Regions from separate parts of the Mus musculus genome. Here regions 1, 2 and 3 are each linked to region 4. A link is a contact called in public HiChIP or PLAC-seq data. All regions are on one chromosome and are shown on one strand. Each heading gives the region's core, a stretch centred on a gene start, on an enhancer-like site or on the middle of the called end of the contact. The rest is flanking DNA. Distances are from core to core; before and after follow the strand shown.

Region 1 (3,305 bases), core at 42-2,541, 490 kb after region 4:
GTCGGAGGGAAAAGCTACAGAAACCACTGCAGAGCAGGTAGAGCCCTGACCACCATCTGCCTCAGTGACGCCTCCACTCCCTACTAACCTGGATTCCTGAAGAGGACGATGACCCCTAGGCAGCTATTTTTTTTTTTTTTCAGAACTAATGCAAGCCCTAAACACATCCCCTTTCCTTTTTAAAATTTGTTATTTTTGAGATGAGATCTCACTACATATATAGCCCTGGCTTGCTTGGAACCTCTGACTTCAGAGGGCTTGGACTAAAAACATGTGACATCACACTGGGCCCAATCCCCTTTTATTTTTAATATGACAGTCTCACTACCTAGCTCAGGCTGGCCTGGGACCCATGACCCTGAAACCTATCTCCCCGGGACGAAGACTGCACCACTGTCTATATCGTGTGCCTTTTTCTTTTCTTTCTTTATTTATTTTTGTTATTTTCGAGACAGGGTTTCTCTGTGTAGCCCTTGCTGTCCTGGAACTCACTCTGTAGACCAGGCTGGCCTCAAACTCAGAAGAAATCCGCCTGCCTCTGCTTCCCAAGTGCTGGAGTTAAAGGTGTGCGCCACCACGCCCAGCCTGCATGCCTTTTTCTGAGTTGAGGTTGCCTCCACTGGAAACTATAATCACCCTACACACAGGACCACAGATCTAGGTTCTCTATTTGTAATTCACCCAGAGCCTTCTGTATACTTGTAGAGCGCTCTCGCACTGAGTCTTAGGAGTCTACACAACTTTACCTCATGTGTCCAATTTGCTAGACACTTCTCCAAGAGGTATATCCGCATGGTCTTCAGTCCTCGCGGAGGGGAGGCAGATATTATTACTATTTTCACGATAAAGCTTAAAGCCTGTGATACACCGTGGAGCGCACGGCTGGCACTATTAAAGCCAGGCTGAACCGACTGTCTCTAAAACAAACGCTGCCTGCTACCGATCGGGGCGGGTCTGTCTGCCACAAGGCTGGGCCGGGGCACTCACTCACCCAGCCGCACGTACTCTGGGAGAGGCTCCTTGAACCGAAGCTGGTAGGGCAGCACTGCCAGCCGCCTGCGCGTGGCCTTGTCGCGAATCTCTCGCACCACCTCCCGGATGGTGTAGATGTTCTTCCCGATGTCCTGGGGACAGACCGGCCCAGTTATCCCGCTCGCCTGACCCCACACGCATCCCTGGAGGGCCTCAAGCCCAGGCCCCGCGGCGGGATCCCCAGTACCTGCAGAGGCGCGTCCCTCAAGAAAGCTCCGGCATCAGCCACAACGTGCTCCACCGGCGCCATGTTGGCTGTCAAGGACAGACCGCGCATGCGTATGGAGCCTGCGCCGTTCTTGGGTTTGCACAGTAGTCTTCCTCAGACCGGAGGAACAGCTGCTGCGATTTCGCGGCGCCCCCTAGCGGCCACCGGCCACCCCTTCAGGACTGCGCGCATACACAGCCGCGCCGCTTGCCCTGCCTGGGGGGCTATGTGCATGATTAAAGTTGAGGGACTCCTTAAGTAATCGTCCTCGGAATTCATAGAACTTTCTTTACTTTTAAAGGAAAAACCTGTAGATATGGCATATGGTTGAAAGTCAGTAGCTAGAAACAACAAATCACAACAAATCAGTAGGGTATATTCGATTTTACAAGCAAGGAAGCCAAGCTGACTTGGCCAGATAACCTCCGAACTGACTTGAAACCACTTTTTAAAATCCGTTGTGTTATACAGCCACGCAGTCCTACTTTATTTGAATATCTTGGGACAATGGCTGTATTACTTTATACCTTTGCCCCATCTCCCTAAGCAAGGCACATGATTTTCTAGAAAATCGAACAGAAGGGGTAGTAATGACTATTAATGACTTCCGATTTTCCTTTCAATTCTGGGATTAGGAGATCTGGGCTACTACATGCTGGCAACGCTGATCTGAGCCTTTAGCAACTGCTTTCATTTACTCATCTGTCCCGTATCAAAAACCCTTCAGTGCCGGGATGGTACCTTCGTCTGACTTAAATATTTTCTGCATCCCCAAACATCTTAAATTACACGGGGGGTGGGGTGGGGGAGCATTCCAGGTGCTCCTGTGGGGGCTGGAAGACAACCACAGGAGTCAGTTATCTCCTTCTGCTAAGAGACTGCTATGGGGGCCGGGCGTGGTGGCGCACGCCTTTAATCCCAGCACTGGGGAGGCAGAGGCAGGCGGATTTCTGAGTTCGAGGCCAGCCTGGTCTACAAAGTGAGGTCCAGGACAGCCAGGGCTACACAGAGAAACCCTGTCTCGAAAAACAAAACAAAAAAAAAAAAAAAAAAAAAAAAAAAAAGAGAGAGAGACTGCTATGGAATACAGGTTCTCAGGCTAGGCAGGTAAAGATGCAACTTGCTGCCTCTTCATAGCCCTGGCTGTCCTTGAACTCAGAGATCTGCCTCCTTCTACCTCTCTTGCTCTGGGATTAAAGTTGTGACCACCAAACCTAATCCCCAAATATTTTATATCACCAATCTTCCTACCCCTCAATCGCTCCAATCTCTAGCTTCCAACAGTGCTGCCTGTTCTGAAATAAGACCCCAGTTGAAGACTATCCAACTTTATGGAAAATTTTCTCAGTGTTTTGGAATCCTTTCTCAGCTAGCTCCACTCCTCTGCAGGAGCTGACACTGCCTACTGTAGCTTCTTTCAGGATTTAGCTGGTTTTGGTGATTCTTTGCCTTCTCCCTGGCTTCTCACTCTTCATCCAATTCTCTCCTTTTTGCCTTGCAAACACAGTACCTTCTACCTAACTTTTTGCACCTTCATCAATTCAAGTTCTTTTCTTCAGCAAATAGCAACTATCTGCCAGGTATTAATGGCCACAGTATACAAACTCTAATCATGTATATATGTGAGTTTTAAATCTGTGCGTCCGTGTGCGTGTGTGCACGTGCGAGTGTGCGTGCGTGTGTGTGTGTGTGTGTGTGTGTGTGTGTGTGTGTGTGTGTGTCTGTGTGTGCGCGTGCGCGTGCCACTCCCCGTGGGCTGAAGTCACAGGCACTTGTGATCCACCTAATCTAAGTGGTGGGAATCTAATTCTTTCTGGTCTGCTTTTAACAGGTAAGCCATCTGTCCAGCCCTAAAAGGGCTCTCTCGAAGCATTTATGTCGCTCTTGCTCTCTTGCTCTGCCCTCTTGCTCCTGCTCCCCCTCTCTTCCCATTTCCCTCCCCCCTCTCCCTCCACGTGCTCATGGCCGGCCTCTACTCCTTTCCCTCTCTCTCTTCCTTTCTTTCTCTGTCTCTACTTCCTCAACTACTCCCCTCCCCATGCCCTGAATAAAACCTATTCTAAAA
Region 2 (3,226 bases), core at 318-2,817, 330 kb before region 4:
GCAACACGGACATGGCAGGCCATAGGCAGACAGGGAAACTAATCTAATATTTGTCTATTTTATTTTTGATCCTAAAATTATGTACCAGGGACAGAATTCTCAGGTGCAGGTGGCTATGCCATGACTATGGTATTAAACGTCTCAATCTCTGGAACAGGAGAGCTTGAGTTCTGGACTTTCCTCCTTTAACACGTTGACTTGCTACACGATATCAAGTTGTAGGTAAATAACAGATTTGAGTAACATCTCTTCCAGCTCAGATGGGAGAGGGCTGGAGAGATGGCTCAGCGGTTGAGAGCATTGACTGCCTTTCGAAAGGACCGGGTTCAAATCCCAGCACCCCCATGGCATTTCACAACTGGCTGTAATTCTAGTTCCAAGGGACCTGACATCCTCACACCAATACACATAAACAAAATAAATTATTAAAAAATAAAACCCAACAGAACAACTGATGAGGAGGGCTGGAGAGATGGCTCAGTGGTTGAGAGCACTGGCTGCTTCCAAAGGACCCAGGTTCAAATCCCAGCAACCACATGGTAGTTACAGCTGTCTGTAATTCCAGTTCCAGGAGATCTGATACCCTCACATAGACATACACGGAGGGAGAACAATGTAAGTAAAAGATTTAAAATAAAAAGCAACAACAACAAAACAAAACAAAACAAAAAACCTGATGGATGTGGGATGCATAGGATGCTGCTACTTGGGGGTCCCAAGGTCAAAGCCAGTCTGGGTTACCTAGTCCTGAGAACTGAAGTTAAGAGAACAGATTTTAGCCGGGCAGTAAGGTAGTGGGTACCTGTAGCTCCATCCCAGAAGTGAGAAGGCTGAGTTTGAACAATGATGAGTTTAAAGCCATGCTGGGCTACATAGCAAGGCTATGTCTCAAAAGGGAGCCGGTCAGGTGTTAGAAAATTAGATTAGCCTGGTCTGGTACCCCACTTGTGCAATCCCAGCATTCGGGAGACTGAAACAGGAGGATGGCTAAGACTAAGACAATTCCAGGCCCACCTGAGTTGGAAAACAAACAAACAAAAAAGCTACCAAACAAAATAAAACCGTCGGAGAAATAGCTCAGTCAGTAAAGGCCAATGGCGGCAATGCAATCCCAAGACCCTCTTGGTGGAAGAAGAGAATTGACTCTTGAAGGCTGTCGTCTTATCTCCACAATCGGTCTGTGGCACGTGCGTTTGCGAGCACAGGATCGCGCTCTCGCCCGCGCACGCACCCCTCCCCCCATGTTAAAATGTCATTTAAAATCCCTAAGCAAACAAACTCATCCAACCAAAGAAAATAAAAACATAAGAAACAAAACGGAAACCTAGATGATGAATAAAGTCCTTTGTAACTCCATGTCTCCGTGGGTCAGAGCACAGCTAGGCTAGGATTCGAACGACCGTGGAATAGGAAGCTGGGAAGTCTTCTAAGGCCGGCCCCATGCCACCAACTACAGACAGGGGTGGAGGAAGTTGAGGGCCCTGCAGTTCCTTGGCTGCCACCTGCAGGTGCGTCCCCAGCCAATCAGCGGCGCCGGGGGCGGTGCCTGCGGGCTCACCTGGCGGCCGCAGCCTCTGCGCTGCTCACTGGTGTGGGAGCCGCGGCGCACTACTGAGTTCCCAAGAACTTCTGCTAGACTCCTGCCCGGCCTAACCCGGCCCTGCCCGACCGCACCCGAGCTCAGTGTTTGCTCGGCGTCTGCCGGGTCCGCCATGGGAGCCCGGTGCCGCAGCTTTTCCGCGCTCCTGCTCCTGCTGCAGGTATGTGGAGGGTCCTGACTCGTGCCCCATGATCCGCTTCGCTGTGTTTTTCTGCCGGCTGTGGTCCCGCTTCCCTTCTTCCAAGAAAGTTGGGATCCGGAGGGCCAGATCGCCCTGGGCGCTGCGCGGTGCGGGGCTGAGTGCGGTGGAGTGGGAGGGAGGTCCAGGCGGGCGCGGAGTGGTCGCCTCTGGCGCAGGTTCCCAGGTGGGGGCGCGCCACGCTGCCGGCTCCCGGGTCCCCGGGTTGAGCAGGGTCCCTGTTTGAGACAGAGGAGGCGTGGAGCAGGATGGGGGCCTGCCTGTAGAAGGTGGGGTGCTGAAGTAGCGCGGACGATCCGAGATAAGGGAAGGGATTTTAGTATTATAAAAGCACCTGTCCTGTTAGGGAGGGACCGTAGATTGGGGTACCCGAGAGGAGTCTGCGGGTGTGCGTTGAGACCGTTCGCGGTCGAAGGAAAGTGGTGTCCGGAAGAGTCAAGGCGTCTCCAGTGAGATGCAAATGGAGCTAGGAGAGGAAGGTGGACTAGGTTGCCAGGTGGTGGCCCCAGATGTCCCCTCCCCCAAAGGCTTTTGGAGCTTGGCGGCTGGTTTCGGGATGAGCGGATAGCGTCCCTGTGTGCCCTGAGGGGGGTCCTCCCCACTAATCCCGGCGCCCGAGGCGAGGGAAGGGTTACCCTTGGTTTCGGTGTGGGCTGCTGGGAACCCCCTCAAGTCACCAGTTTGCTTACTTTACCTCCATCCCAGGTCTCCTCATGGCTTTGCCAGGAGCTGGAGCCTGAGTCCTGCAGTCCCGGCTTCAGTTCCGAGGTCTACACCTTCCCGGTGCCGGAGAGGCACCTGGAGAGAGGCCATGTCCTGGGCAGAGGTAAGGGAAACTGATGGTGTTACTCGGCCGAGTGGGGTCGGGTAGTGAAGGCGCCAAGAAATCGTGCTACCATGCTGGTAGGGTGGAATGGACAAAACTCTTCCTTGGAATTTACGGCAGATTTGGGAGTCTTATTTATCGATTGTGGTTGATCAAGGTAGATATGTCTGGCTCTGCTATTTATACGGGGCAGAAATGGGCCAAGGGTATTTAGAGGTCATCGGTATTCCTCCAACTGATTACTGGAGCCGGTCTATCATTTCAGACCGCCAAACCTGCTGGGTAGAGCCAGTTGGACTGTAGTTCCATTTAATGATGAGCAATTGGAGGCTCATAGAGTGACTTCACAGGGTCAGCAGGGCAGGCATTTGAACCGGGATTTGACTCCCACTATTTAGGTATAGTCACTGAGGAACCGGTTCATAATGACTTGTGGTTTTTGTTCATAAGGATAAAAATACTCGATACAGGTGCTGCTTTCCCAAGGAATAGGTTTTTTTTGTTTTGTTTTTTTGTTTTTTTGTTTTTTGTTTTCTTTAAGAAAAAAAAAGAAAAGGTAGCTCTGACTCATACATTCAAACACTCAATATATATTGAGGTC
Region 3 (3,438 bases), core at 525-3,024, 350 kb before region 4:
TTATTTTATGGCTCTGGTTTCTTAACCCTGACAGGAAGTTTCTGCCACCTGCTTTAGTCTGCCTCCAACCGGGCCAGCTCCACCTTGCCTCCTATAAAATGTGGAAAAACTAAATCCCAGCCCTTCTACCAACACAGGCTTAAGTGGCACTCATGTGTACACGCACACTCAAGTGCAGAAGGTCACTCAATGCTTACTGAGTCTGAGATGACTGACTTACGGAGGTTTATATGGGGTTGTCCAAGTTTTAGCATGTAAAGTCCTTTGTCTTGGGAACCCTTCATCTCTGGCAAATGGAGACAGTTGGTCACCCTAGCACTAAGGGTCATTCTATGTAGATAATGTTATTGCCCTTTTTTCTGTTGCTGGTATTTAGCACAGTGCCTGGTCCACTATATCTTACCCCAGTTTGCCTACTACTGGCCATGGATAATCTTACCACCTCTCAGTTTCCCTAAGAGGAAAGAGGAACCGCTGCTTCCCATGCAGACTTCCCTAATACGAGTAGAACAGTTTGCAACCCGGTGCCTGCCTTGGCCTCTCAAGTGCCTGGCTTGCAATTTTTAATCATCATGCATTATTCAGAACATTTATATTTTGTTCTGTAACTGTAACTATTCCTCCAGTGCTTAGTCTGGAGATTGAGCTGAAAATTGAAAATCAATGGACAGGACCCATAAATTTCACTCAGTTGAGAACTAACTCCAAGGCTCCTATGGGAAGAAATGGCAACCAGAATACTATATAGCCTCCAATGCCAAGAAGTCCAAAATTATCTGCTTGGCAGTGCCACCCATAATCCTAGCTACTGGGAAGACTGAAGCAGGAGGATCACCAATTGGGCTATGGAGCAAGGTCAAAGCCGTATTGAAAATTTAATGAGACTCTATTTCAAAATAATAAGAGAACAAAGCTGCCAGGTTGGTGGTGGTGTATGCTTTTAATCCCAGCACTTGGGCGGCTGAGATGGGTGGACCTCTGAGTTCAAGGCCAGCCTGGTCTACAGAGCAAGTTCCAGCACAGCCAGGGCTACACAGAGAGACCCTGTCTCAACTCCCCTGCCCCCCACCCCCAACCAAAAAAAAAAAAAAAAGGCTGGGAGCTCCAGGGGTGATGCTCAGCTGGCAGAGCTCTTCTGAAGCAAGGACAAAGTCTTGCGGTCCATCCCATAGACAGAATATCCAGGGTACTTGTGGTAGCTCCCCAGAATTAGGGAGTTGGGAATAAAAGAATGAGAAGTTCAGGATCATCCCCCGAGTGCCAGATCAGCCTGGAGTATGAGACCTTAACATGGAAACATGATGGTTCTTTGGAAAGTTGGTTGGATAGTTTTGCTGGGGCAAACATTCGAGTTTGAAGGAACATTTCATTAAAGTGGACCCAGGTGTGAAAGGCTAAGGCGGACTGAAGCAGACACAGGAGAGAGGATGTTCTGCTAAAGCAAGCATGTGAAAGGGCACGTGATGAAGGACTTTTCTTTTTTTTTTTTTTTTTTTTTTTTTTGCTAACATGTATTGGTCTGCCTCCCATTGCATGCTTTGAGCTGCATTTGTTGGGACACCAGAGAGAAATGCACCAAAAAGCTTCTGAGGGTGTGCTGCAGTTTGTTGCTGCTTCCAAGGACTTGGGCTGATTGGATGCGCATGCTGAGGCAAGACCCGTCTGAGGCAAGATATGTGGAGGACACGTGATGTTTGAAGGAGTCAAGGGATAGTAACAGAGGCTGCGCTTGGCTTGCTTATAGAGCTAGCTGTGCAACGCTTATGGGTGTGGCGGCTTTGCTGATGTTCGTTTCCCTGAGAGAGGCATAGCTGAGAACTTCTCCTGGCATTCCTCCTAATCCCTCCGGCTGACTGGAGCCCAGGCTGAAGCCTGGCTGGCTCTGCTAGGTCTTGTCACCACTGTTACTAATCCAACTCTACTGAACTGGACTGCTGGTGTATCCATGAAATGCTTGTGAGTGAGTAGAGCTTCGGCTGCCTGGTAACCTGTGACCTGAACTGATTTCCAGAGAACCTTCCTAAACAGGTCTACTCTCCCCTGACCCCTGTATCCTTTCTTTTTCATTACCTCTGGTGGCTGGTGAGCTAAAAGGGAGGTTAAAGCATCATTAAAAATAGGATTTAAAGAATTAAAGTTACAAGACCTTATCTCAAAAAAAAAAAAAAAAAAAACAAACCAACAACAACAACAACAACAACAACAACAAAAAACTAAAGCAAAACCAGAAAGAGCAGGCATGGCCTGTTGTGGTGGCACATGCCAGTAGGATCTGCTGAAAGAGCAGGCATGGTGACACACACTGTTAATCCTAGCACTCTGGAGGCAGAAACAGGAGATCTCTGTGAGCCAGCCTGGTCTACATAGAGAGGCTTTCTCAAAAACAAACAATCTAACTAATAAATAAGTAGATTAATCAACTCAATTAAATGGGCTCAAACTTTCTAGGGTTAGAAGAAAACTGGGAACTTCTTCTAGGCTTGTTTGTTATCTTAGAGGGGAAACAGAGTTACTGAAGGAAAACCATTTTGCTTTCAGATCACACCAGCCAGTTCCCTACAATATGTTCTGGCTAGCTCCTGGGAATTGAAAAAAAAAAAAAAAGTGAGACACAAAGTTTCTTTCCTCCCTTGACGTTTTTTGAGGGAGGGTTTCATTGTGTAGTTCATGCTGGCTTGGAACTCCCTATGTTGGCCAGGCTGGTCTCCAATTTATAATCCTCCTGCCCCAGCCTCCTTAGGGCTGGAATTACAAGTGTGCATTATCATGCTGGCTTCAAAGTTCCTTATAGTAAGGAAAATTTACACACACACACATCCATGTACCCTGTGCGTGTGCGCATGTACACACACACCCACACACCACACATCACTTCTAGATATAGAATAATATATAGTCTAAGAAAACAATGTTTTAATTTAAAAAATAAAAGCAATTTGGGCACGTTAGCAAACATCTGTAATCCTACTATTTAGGAGATCGAGGCAGGAAAATCAGAAGTTCAGGGCTAGCCTCATCTACATGGTGAGTTTTAGACCAGCCTAGGCTACCTGGAATTCTAAATCAAACAAAGCAAAAGCAGAGTTGTTTGTCTCTAGACACTCCCCCAACACACACACACACACACACACACACACACACACACACACACACACACACACACACACAGTGAATTTCCAGCCCTTCCCTTGGTATCTGTGATTCTATCTAGCCAGGGTGAAACTGACTGTCAAGGAGCTATTTTCATTGGCTGGCAAACTTCAAGAGGGCTTGCCCTTTGGGAGGGGCTTTCTCTCTCCCCTAGGCTGGGTCTGATATTGGCCTGATTCCTCCACACACACACACCCCACTCTGAGAAGGGAGGCAGTCTCTCTCTCTCTCTCTCTTTTTTTTTTTTTTGTTTGTTTGTTTGTTTGCATGGAGGTGACACAGGTTGCT
Region 4 (3,645 bases), core at 116-2,615:
TGGTGACCTGAGTAGAGAAGATTGTCCTCAACAGTGGGAACCGGCACCATCCAATCAGGTGAGGGCTGCCAGGGAACAGTAAGACGCGGTATACTCACTCTATGAAAACTGGGACATCGCTCTCCTGCCACACTTCAGGGCTCCTGGTTTTTCATGGACTGGGCCAGCTTTTACATAGTAGCTTTCCACTCCGACCCTGCTCCCCCGCTTCTGCCCCCTCAGGCCTCTCTGGTCTTCTGATAGCTTCAGATTTCTACCTAGTCCTCAGGTCTTTGGATTTGGATTCAGAGCCTTTTTCTGCAGATGGCAGATTGTGGAGTTTAGCCTCATAATCTTGTGGCTAATCTCGCACAATCTTTGTTAACTATATATACCCGTTGGTCTGTGGGGAACTCTAAAACATCAGCATGCTGCAAATGTCTTTGACCTTGCGCACTGTGGGTTCCCAGTGCTTAAGAAGACAGGTCCCGGGCTGGCGAGGTGGCTCAGTGGGTAAGAGCACCCGACTGCTCTTCCAAAGGTCCAGAGTTCAAATCCCAGCAACCACATGGTGGCTTACAACCATCCGTAACAAGAACTGACTCCTTCTTCTGGTGTGTCTGAAGACAGCTACAGTGTACTTACATATAATAAATAAATCTTTAAAAAAAAAAAAAAAAAAAGAAGAAGACAGGTCCCCTCTAATTACAGGCCAGCAGACAGGTGATTTTTAAAAGCAGTGACAAAGTCTTGGATCCACACCTTTGATCCCATGTCACTTATGCTGTGTCCCCTGCTTGTGCTCACACCAAGACTAACCAAATGTTGTTTTATCCTGTTCTTAGGGAGGTCTGCAGTCTTTTTAACCACAGAGAATCACACCTAGCTGGTTGCCTCTGTTTTTCTTTCCCATTAGACCACAAGCTCTCTCGGCTGAGGTGCATTTTATTCAGTGTGTCTCTAGGGCCTTAAAAGGAGCCCAGCACACCTCTGAGCGCTCAGGGCTGCTTTTTTTTTTTTTTTTTTTTTTTTTTGCAATGAACCAATCAATGCAAGAATGAACGCGCCAACCCGGCCCTGCAGGATCGCAAAGAGCCTCTCTACAAGCTGACTTTGCTCTCCCTGCCCGGGCAGCTCTCGTAGAAGAGGTGAGGAGTTCGAGGAGGTCACGGAGAACCAAAGCAAAGGACGGCGGGGTGCCTCGCTGCACGAGGCGCTGCCCACCTCCGAAGAGCTTTCAGTGAACCAGGACAACCTCGCCTCCCGGAAGCGGCCTCGCCGGCCTTCCCCCCGCCCCTCCGGAAAGTGGGCGTGGCCCTCATGAATAATGAATCGCCGGGGGGAGGGGAGGGGTCCGCCCCCCTCGGGCGGGAAGGGGGAAGCGCCGAGGCTGCCTGACTGGAATCGGGGGAGCTGCAGCAACGGCGGCTGCGGGAGCAGGGCCGGCCATGGCGGTGTGGACGCGGGCCACCAAAGCGGGGCTGGTGGAGCTGCTTCTAAGGGAGCGCTGGGTGCGGGTGGTGGCCGAGCTCAGTGGCGAGAGCCTGAGCCTGACGGGCGACGCCGCCGCAGTCGAGCCTGAGCCGCCGGCGGCCGCCTTCAACGGTCTTCCGAACGGCGGCGGCGGCGAGTCTCTGCCCGGGAGCCCGAACCGTGGCCTGGGGCCGCCCAGCCCTCCCGCGCCGCCCCGCGGTCCCGCGGGGGAAGCGAGCGCCTCGCCGCCCGTGCGCCGAGTGCGAGTGGTGAAGCAAGAGGCGGGCGGCCTGGGCATCAGCATCAAGGGCGGCCGCGAGAACCGGATGCCGATCCTCATCTCCAAGATCTTCCCGGGGCTGGCGGCCGACCAGAGCCGGGCGCTGCGGCTGGGCGACGCCATCCTGTCGGTGAACGGCACCGACCTGCGCCAGGCCACCCACGACCAGGCCGTGCAGGCGCTGAAGCGCGCGGGCAAGGAGGTGCTGCTGGAGGGTGAGCGGGGGCCGAGCGGGAGGCGGCGGGGTGGCGGCCTGGGCTCGCCTGCGCGCACTTTGTTTCTGCCCACCCTGACGCCTGTGCGGGGCTCGCCGGTTCCCTCCGCCCCGGCCACCAGACCTCCTCTTGTGGGGCTCCAGAGTGTGGAAAAACTGAGGCGTCCAGCGAGAAGAAAGTTGGGCAGCCACCGAAGTGTTACTTTACCGCCCCTTAGCGAGACTCAGCTGAGATTTAGGGGGTGGGGGGAGCAGCAGCCGCGTGCGAAGCTCACCCCTAAGTCTTGCACGATAAGCTGACACTAAGCACTAACTACCGGGAGAGCGATCGGCTCGAGTTCTTTAGTCTCCTTTTTTTCCCTGTTGGGAAGCGTTGGTTGGACGCTTTCTTTAGTCACCTCGGGCTCCCCGGGCGGGCCGGTCTATTAAATCCATCCACACCGATGCCAGCAGTTTGCTTGGGCAAACCACCAAAGCACTGGTTAATTTATGGGAATTTAACCCATCATTGGCTCTCAACAATAACCAGAGAAGATCACAGCACTTTGTGGAAGGCAGAGAGCTGATACAGCAAGTTTGTGAGGTTAATGAGCCTTGTTTAACAGTGGAGGCTCACGTGTTTGAGCATTTTACTGCCAACTAGAGTTTCGCCCCTTTTGCAAGAGCCCGGTGCCAGCTTCCTATCGCTGGCAGGCGTGCTGCCGCAAGACCAGTAGACATTTTATAAGAATCCTGAAACGGGTACCATCACATATGTGTGAATAGCCTTTACCTTAAGTGTAGATGCGATCTTGTGTGCAGCGTTTCACGCGTATCGATGTAACTGAGGCAGAATTAAATCTCATCTCCAAAGACTCATACATGTTGAAGGTGATGGAATATTGTAAGTGAGAAGCCAGTTGCTTGCTTTAGAAATAATTGCAAGACCAGCTCCGTTTTTCGCTGTTGAGTCAAGTCATTCCAGGAGCATTTATTGCTGCTAGCTGTATAACAGAGAATGTGAAAGGTGCTGTCCCTGTTGTATCTCTGCGGTGGGAAATGATAGAAAATGCAAAACAACTTCTAGGGAGGAATAACATCAAGTGCTTGACTCTGGTACAAGGTACAAGATGCTAAGGGATCACAAATTTAAGGCGTATTTGCTGGTAGCATTTTGGCGTGGTTTACAGCCTTGTACTCAAGAGGCAGAGACAGGCAGATCCATGAGTTTAAGAGGAGCCTGGTCTACGTAATGCGTTCCAGGACAGCTAGGGCTACGCAGTAGGACTCTGTTAAAAACAAATCCAGAAAAGAATTTGATGGAAATGGGCTTAGTCCAGGAGGGCTTTCCAGGAAGTGGTGGATATAAGTGTGCAGAGATGAGTCAGGAGGGATTGCTGGCAGGAGAACTGAACGGAGGGGTTGAAGTTGGGGAGAAAACCACCAGACTAAGGGCAGAATTAGAACTTAGGTTTTTTCTTTGTTTGTTGGCCTGGAATTCAGAGATTGACCTGCTAAGTGTTAGGATTAAAGGCATGTTCCACAGTGCCCAGCTTGCGTGTGTATAGTGTGTGTGTGTGAGCATGTACACATTACGGCCAGTCTGGCCTCAAGGTGGTCATCTTACCAACTCAGCCTCATGAGTGCTGGGATTGACAGGCATGTACCTCCATAGCCCGTTCAGTTTTCTCTTAAAAATTTTAAACTTTTTTTTTATGCA

The links. HiChIP or PLAC-seq counts read pairs in DNA pulled down with a chosen protein or histone mark.
Region 1: an H3K4me3 HiChIP or PLAC-seq map of bone marrow-derived macrophages shows a contact between it and region 4, with 5 times the contacts expected there. The contact joins the promoter of Nob1 here to the promoter of Sntb2 in region 4. A contact is called at or near these places in 1 of 484 Hi-C or Micro-C datasets (embryonic stem cells), 1 of 115 datasets of contacts at active chromatin or transcription factors (bone marrow-derived macrophages) and 1 of 9 other capture datasets (liver).
Region 2: a contact with region 4 is called in an H3K4me3 HiChIP or PLAC-seq map of embryonic stem cells, with 12 read pairs. The contact joins the promoter of Cdh1 here to the promoter of Sntb2 in region 4. A contact is called at or near these places in 3 of 484 Hi-C or Micro-C datasets (all in embryonic stem cells), 6 of 115 datasets of contacts at active chromatin or transcription factors (bone marrow-derived macrophages, embryonic stem cells and pancreatic cancer cells) and 1 of 9 other capture datasets (pancreatic islet).
Region 3: a contact with region 4 is called in an H3K4me3 HiChIP or PLAC-seq map of bone marrow-derived macrophages, with 3 times the contacts expected there. The contact joins the promoter of 1110028F18Rik here to the promoter of Sntb2 in region 4. A contact is called at or near these places in 3 of 115 datasets of contacts at active chromatin or transcription factors (bone marrow-derived macrophages, embryonic stem cells and pancreatic cancer cells) and 1 of 9 other capture datasets (pancreatic islet).

Annotation. Positions count from the first base shown.
Region 1 is chr8:107,423,747-107,427,051 of GRCm38.p6, forward strand. Nob1 (NIN1/RPN12 binding protein 1 homolog) reads right to left here and starts at 1,292. Exons shown (of 9, transcript NM_026277.3): 1 at 1,220-1,292; 2 at 992-1,124. The coding sequence starts at 1,282.
Region 2 is chr8:106,601,783-106,605,008 of GRCm38.p6, forward strand. Cdh1 (cadherin 1) reads left to right here and starts at 1,568. Exons shown (of 16, transcript NM_009864.3): 1 at 1,568-1,760; 2 at 2,505-2,625. The coding sequence starts at 1,713.
Region 3 is chr8:106,585,369-106,588,806 of GRCm38.p6, forward strand. 1110028F18Rik (RIKEN cDNA 1110028F18 gene) reads left to right here and starts at 1,775. Exons shown (of 3, transcript NR_045470.1): 1 at 1,775-2,049.
Region 4 is chr8:106,934,375-106,938,019 of GRCm38.p6, forward strand. Sntb2 (syntrophin, basic 2) reads left to right here and starts at 1,366. Exons shown (of 7, transcript NM_009229.5): 1 at 1,366-1,947. The coding sequence starts at 1,428.